Regions from separate parts of the Mus musculus genome. Here region 2 is linked to region 1. The links are chromatin contacts, called in public HiCAR-type maps. All regions are on one chromosome and are shown on one strand. The core of a region is the stretch at or near the end of the contact, and the rest is flanking DNA. Distances in the headings are between cores, read along the strand shown.

Region 1 (3,374 bases), core at 130-2,629:
GCAGACTGTTATGACCAGGCCTAGTCACCTGACTTTCATGTTCACCCATGATCACTCAGGGGAAAGGTACTCCCTCTGATTCACCTTACAGCCTACAGCCCCACCCCCACCCCCCAGTGTAGTGACTGACCTACCCACCCATCAGTGATGTGTGCTAACATAAGGATGCTTGCCAGTTGTACTGACTGCCTCTGGGTCTGCCTAACTCCAAATCCAAAGCCCTTTATCCGACAATGGGCTAACTCTAAAGTAGGGTGCTGGTTATAAAGCACAATCACTAATTGTTTGTGCATTTTTTCTGAACTTGTGTCTCATCTCCATGAGACACATCTCCTTTGCTTAGCATTAAAAGTGACACCAGGCAACTTCTGAGGCATCAGTCATTTGTTGGAGTCTTGGTCATCATATACAAAGCCTCATTATCCTGACATGACTGCACTAGAAACGGACATGTAGGATTTCTGATGAACAGCCGCAGGCTAGACCAGCTTCTAACCATTCTTAGCAGAATGTGTGCCATAAGTAGACTTCGTCCCACAGGAGCCACTGACAGACACTCCTGTCTTTCCAAGCGAAGCCCAGACATTATGGAACAGAAACACATCACCCCATTCTGTGCTGTCTTCCTAAAATTTCGGACCCATAGTTTTCAACAGGATTTAGACTCGCTGTTGCTATTGTAGCAGTAAGTCTGGGGATGTGAGTTACACAGCAATGGATAATATCAGGAGCAATCTCATGCTTATATAATACAGCACAGTTCTTCTATGCCATGTTTACTGTTGCTCTCTCTTAATTGAATGTGGACTTTCTGAGTTCACACCTGCTTTGACCATAGCTACACTTCTGCATCCATCCAAAAGAATACTTGTCATGTAGTGACTGTGCAACGACTATTTATTTAACAATTAATCAAAGATTTTTAACATAGACAAATAAACAAGGAAGCAGAGAAAAAGGAGCTCTGACCCAAACAGAGGAGGCCAAAGCTCATAGGTTTCCAATGATTATGAGCTAAAGTCTCCTTGATGCTCTGGAAAAGCCAGGCTGTTTCTAGAACAATTTCCCATAAGCACTTCTGCTTTCACCCTCCCCCGTCAGTTTCTTAGATAAAGAGAGACTTTTCCATGGATTGTGTTGTGTGTTTACCTCATCCTTTGCCTGGGAGATCCTAGAAACAATTAGGTGCTCCAAATTTTTTTGGTGAATGAGAGCTAATGCATTCAAAAATCACAGAGCCAAGTTTTGCATCCGTGCAAGTAATTCAAAACTGAGCTCTTAATTTGGAAAGGAAGGGATCAGCTAATTAATATGCAATGTCAGCAGCCTCCTATATTTTATGGTACAAAACAGAACTGCATGTCCCCTGGCCCAGTCAATTTCCTGTTTATTATCACATTAGACCTATTCCAGGGCAGATGGAAAATTTGAAGGGCATCTCCAGACATTAAGACTGGCATAAATCTTCCAGAATTGCATATGAATACATAATACTCCCCATTAATATTTTTAGAAATTATGGTTTATATAATTTCTTGATTAAATAGGAACTATTTTACCATGTAACTCTGCTCCTTCCAACTGCTAATTTGATTTCCCCAATCTGTAGTTTTTGGTCTAAGTCTCTGTTAATGTTGGTCTGCCTTTTAAAACAGTGTTAGCTTAAAATTCCTCACCAAAGTGGCTCATTGGTCCTTCCTCTGACCTTCCCTCTGCCTGTTTTTCCTCATCTGTTCATGAGGCAGAGAACGTCTCTAGTACCTATAGTGTGGTACCTGTGCCCATCAGTCCTGGTGTTGCATTGGGAGCTTGGACCGGCATCCTGGCATCGCCATGCTGCACGCAGTAGATCCAAGGCATAGAATGCCTTCTAAACTTCTCAGAGCTGCAAGAAGAAAGCAGGCAAGCTTAGATTTGAACTTTGGGCTCACTTGAATAAACTGACTTTGCTAAGAGGAAAGGGGACCGCATGGCCTTCATAGAGCAGCTGCTGTGCGCCAGGCACTATAGTAGGCACACGTCCTTTGTCATTTTATAGCTGCTTTATGAATCACTCATACTTATTTCCATGTTCATATGCCAGGAAAATGAGGCTGAGGGATATTTCACCAATGTTAACCAGCTACAGATTAATTAATGTGTGTGTGTGTGTGTGTGTGTGTGTGTGTGTGTGTGTGTGTGGTGTGCGCTTGTGTACATGTGTGCACACCTGTGTTGTGCCCTGAAGGTTTTCACCTGTCTTGTGCTTTGAGGAAATCTTTGAGTCTCGATACTTCTTGGCATCTACAGATGTAAAATGAGTTTGCTGCATTCTTTCCATTTGACAACACAACAGGAGAACCAACTGCAGATCAGAACCAAGAAGCCAGCATTCTTTCTACCTGACAACACAATGGGAGATCCAACTGCAGATCAGAACCAAGAAGCCATCATTTCCATCCCTTCACCTTATATTCACACTTTGAAACTGTAAGGACAGGCAGCTTTTTCCAGCTGCCCATTCAGTTATGACTAAGCCTACACTGAGAAGTCCAAGTTTGAACCCCACTTCATCATGAAGACTAAAGCTTATTTTTAAAGCTAAACACATTCCATAAATATGTATATATTTACTTATGAATATGCATCAAAGTTTGCCCGCGAATGTGCCAAATATGAAGGAATCAGTAAGACCAAGCCCAGAGAAATTTTATAGAACAGAGCGCAAGAAGAGGGTGAGAGCTGAGATAAACTTGGTAGCAGACGCCAACCAGGCTAATGTTCAAAAGACCATGAAACGTAACATGTATAGTTTTCCTTCTATGGGCCCGCATCATGGCATGCCAGGATGCAGCAGCTCACTCGCCTGACTGTCAGTGTTCTAGAGGCTTAGCCTGTGCCCGCTGCATTGTCAATTAACGGCTCCAACAAGAAACAGTCTAGGTTCAGACAATCCATGTTGGATCAGATGTTCTTAGGAGGATCCTGTCATCCCACTGAAAGAACTTCAGAGAATAACTTTTGATAAAAATATTTTTTCTTAGGAAAAAGATGTGAATTACTTTCCATCAGTGCTTTTTTTCGCCTGATCATAGGTATGAGAGGTGGTAGGATTCCTGTGCTTCACAAAGCTTCACTTGGGGTGCCTTCTTCTCAGTGGAAGTGGAGAAGCAAGTAAGGGACCTGTGACCCTTTCGCTGCCTAAGGGTGAAATGGGTTTGATTTCACTTCTGGACATGTTTCTCCCAGCCAGAACAAGTTATGCGAACAAACCCAGCATCAGTTGGGGCCATACCTCTCAAACACATGGGGGCATGTGTGTTTTCTGAAAAGTAACTGTTCTCCTGATTTTCAATCCATCACAAGTTGGGTTCAAAGTGAAAAAGAAACTTCAC
Region 2 (3,218 bases), core at 557-3,056, 140 kb before region 1:
TCTAGATTCAATTAGCTAGGTGGCATTAGTTTGTTGACCTACATGATTGAAGAACAACAACTGCTTTCCAGCTCCCTACATTCTCCTCTCCATCCCCCCACCCAGACATCCTTACCTCCCACTGTCTCCATCTCAGTAACAATTATCTACCCATTGGCACTAAAACCCAAATCCCTTGGTTCCTGATTTTCCTCTCCCTGGCCTTTATTACTGATCTCCATATGCTTTTATATCAACATTACCAGAGTCCAACTATTCATCAACTCCTCCACTTCTATCTTAGGGTGAGTCAATGTTTCCTTTTACCTAGAAAGTTCAATGCCTTGATAAGAGTCTCTGTGATTCATCTTTTGGCATGCTTTGCTATTCTCAGATGAAAAAAGAGTCAGTTCAGAAAGGACACAAATGTTGCTTTTTTTTTTTTTTTTTTTAAAGAAAAACTTCTGGAAAGTGCCTACAACACATTCCTTGGTGCAAGGGATGATGAGAAATGCTGTTTTTATTTGGTATAACCACGGACTTCATGGGATTCTATTACTAGAGATAAAGGGGAAATAGTAGGGACCTAACTGGTGATCTTTGACCCAGAACAAACTTCTAAAGCTAGTTTTAAGTAACATAGAAGGAGAGTTCAAATTGGCAGACTATAGAATTGTGGGATAAACAATCAATGCAGAGAGGATAATACATAGAAGGCTCCCAAGAGATAAGGTGTGCATGGCTTGTTTGAGACCCTATAGAACCCTATATGGTTAGATTGTTTGGAACAACAAGAGTCCCTGCTGTAGTAGACTTATGGTGAATAGCCAAATGTAAAGGTTAATTTGTATTTCCCAAAGAATTTAGTATCTATTGTTTAATGTTAGATTATACAGATTACAGTTTGATAAGTTAGTTGTTCAAAATGAAACTGACAAAGTAATTCTATGGAATATACTGGCATCAAGTCAGTTACACTTAGGGCTCAGCCAGGGGATATAGCTGGAGGGTCAGGGGTTTTGGCTCTTACCTATGTGGGTTTCTTTGTCTTTTCTCCAAGCATGTCCTTTTCTGAGAACCTCTGCTTCTTTATAAAATAGACGTCATACCATCTAGAGACTGCCATATCCAGGGATCCATCACATAATCAGCTTCCAAACACTGACACCATTGCATACACTAGCAAGATTTTGCTGAAAGGACCCAGATTTAGCTGTCTCTTGTGAGACTATGCTGGGGCCTAGCAAACACAGAAGTGGATGCTCACAGTCAGCTATTGGATGGAACACAGGGCCCCAAATGGAGGAGCTAGAGAAAGTAACCAAGGAGCTAAAGGGATCTGCAACCCTATACGTGGAACAACAATATGAACTAACCAGTACCCCCCGGAGCTCATGTCTCTAACTGCATATGTATCAGAAGATGGCCTAGTTGGCCATCAGTGGAAAGAGAGGCCCGTTGGTCGTGCAAACTTTATATGCCCCAGTACAGGGGAATGCCAGGGCCAAGAAGTGGGAGTGGGAGGGTGGGGGAGTGTGTGGGGGACTTTTGGGATAGCATTGAAAATGTAACTGAAATAAATACCTAATAAAAAAATTTAAAAATAAAAATAAATAGACGTCATAAACTACTAGCTCTATCTCAGTCTTTCCCACTTCGGGAAGGGTGGCAATAAGAAAGGAGATGGGGAAAACATGTGGCAAGTAAAAAAAGGAAGGAAGGATGCTGGGAGGTGAGGAGTAGGACTTTGGAAGCACAGCACACAGAGGCAGCATGTGTGTCCCCAGAAAGAACTCCATGCTGGGTTCTAGCAGAGGCAACTGAAATGCGAGAGAGCACTTCAGCCACCAGGTGTCTCCATCTCTGCACCAAAGCCTTACATGTCAATAACGTCAGTAAGAGTAAATTTATCCATAGGCTTTCTGGGCTTCTTTTTTAAAAAATTTAATCAGCATAGATGTCTTACTGTCTGATAAGTGAAAGTAAGTTCTCATTGAGGATTTTTATATACTCATTGTCTTTTACTTTGATTATATGGTAATTATATGATATTATGTGATATCTTCATATAACCAATGTACTAAAGCGACCCTTCTCGCCCCACCCCCCATGCCCCATCCCCAAATTCATCCTTTTTAGACTTGATTTCTCTTTGAAAGATGATGAGAAACACAATCAGATCATCCTGGACCTGGCTGTCTATAGGTAAAGCATTTTTATTATATATTCATCTTAGGGCCTTCCCATCAGATCTCTTTCTAAATAGCAACTCATTGTGTTCTGTAACAGAGAGATGGAACTTGGTTCCCTGCTTCGAAGAATTCGAATGCTCACTGTAATTTTTAAAACAGATTTTTAATTTTTTTATGTATGAATGCTTGCTTGCATGGCTGTATATATACCATGTACATGCCTGGGGCTCACAGAGGGGCAAAAGAGGGCACTGGAGTCTCTAGAGCTGGAGTTACAGGCAGTCAGGAGCCATTGTGCTTGAAACCTGAACTCAGCTCCTCTTGCAAGAGCAACAAGCATTCTTAGCCACTGAGCCATGTCTGCATCCCCCACTGTAATGTTAAACACACAAAGATGAAAGGGGAGGAGGGAATCAATTACCCCAGACAGAGTCCCATGGCTATGAAAACTCAAACCCTACAGACCGGGTTAAAATGATTCTCAGAGCTGTATTGCTTTCTGATATGCATACCCCAGGCTCCCTTTGCTCCAAGGCTGTTACTCTGATGGCCCTCTTTGTTTTACAAAACACAATGAGCCTTGGTTTAAGTCTCAGTGTAGGGGACTGCCAGGGCCAGGAAGTAGGAGTGGATGGGTTGGTAAGCAGGGGGAGGGGAGAGGGCTAGGGAGTTTTGGAGGGGAAACCAGGAAAGGGGACAACATTTGAAATGTAAATAAAGAAAATATCTAATAAAAAAAATGAGCCTTGGGTGGTGAGCCTTCTCTGCCTTATTCCATCTTAGAGCCCATGATCACAAGATGTCCTCTGCTCCAAGATCCCCACATTATGACTGGTGGTTTTCAGCTGTACTTTATTCCAGCAGACAGGCATGACCACAGTAGCAAAGTGACATGTTTGCCCCTCCTAGTGATGCCAGAGCATTATTACTCTCTCTAAAGGTGCTGGGTTTTGAGCCTCAACACCCTGCCTGTATTATCACCTACCCTTCCTATAACACGAATCTGAAGGTGTCCAGGTCACTCCATCTCATTGCTTGATAGTGTTA

The links. HiCAR-type assays count read pairs that join an accessible place to other places.
Region 2: a HiCAR-type map of PVALB interneurons shows a contact between it and region 1, with 2.9 times the contacts expected there. The contact joins two enhancer-like sites. A contact is called at or near these places in 3 of 39 promoter capture datasets (embryonic stem cells and liver), 1 of 15 datasets of contacts at CTCF or cohesin (hippocampal excitatory neurons), 147 of 484 Hi-C or Micro-C datasets (the AML12 cell line, the AtT-20 cell line, B cells and 76 more), 23 of 115 datasets of contacts at active chromatin or transcription factors (CD8 T cells, PVALB interneurons, T-cell acute lymphoblastic leukemia and 14 more) and 1 of 9 other capture datasets (embryonic stem cells).

What each region holds. Positions count from the first base shown.
Region 1 is chr15:66,298,331-66,301,704 of GRCm38.p6, reverse strand. It overlaps Gm27242 (a long non-coding RNA gene), which reads right to left. Exons shown (of 5, transcript XR_875391.3): 3 at 1,776-1,885. Among named protein-coding and RNA genes, the nearest start is that of Kcnq3, 13 kb to the right of the region's middle. Within about 2 kb of position 1,379, at least 1 of the 459 cell types and tissues checked has an H3K27ac peak or open chromatin away from gene starts, as enhancers often do. A contact at or near this core is called in PVALB interneurons, where this site is marked.
Region 2 is chr15:66,441,124-66,444,341 of GRCm38.p6, reverse strand. Lrrc6 (leucine rich repeat containing 6 (testis)) reads left to right here. Exons shown (of 12, transcript NM_019457.2): 8 at 2,119-2,184. Among named protein-coding and RNA genes, the nearest start is that of Gm31006, 58 kb to the left of the region's middle. Within about 2 kb of position 1,806, at least 11 of the 459 cell types and tissues checked have an H3K27ac peak or open chromatin away from gene starts, as enhancers often do. A contact at or near this core is called in PVALB interneurons, where this site is marked.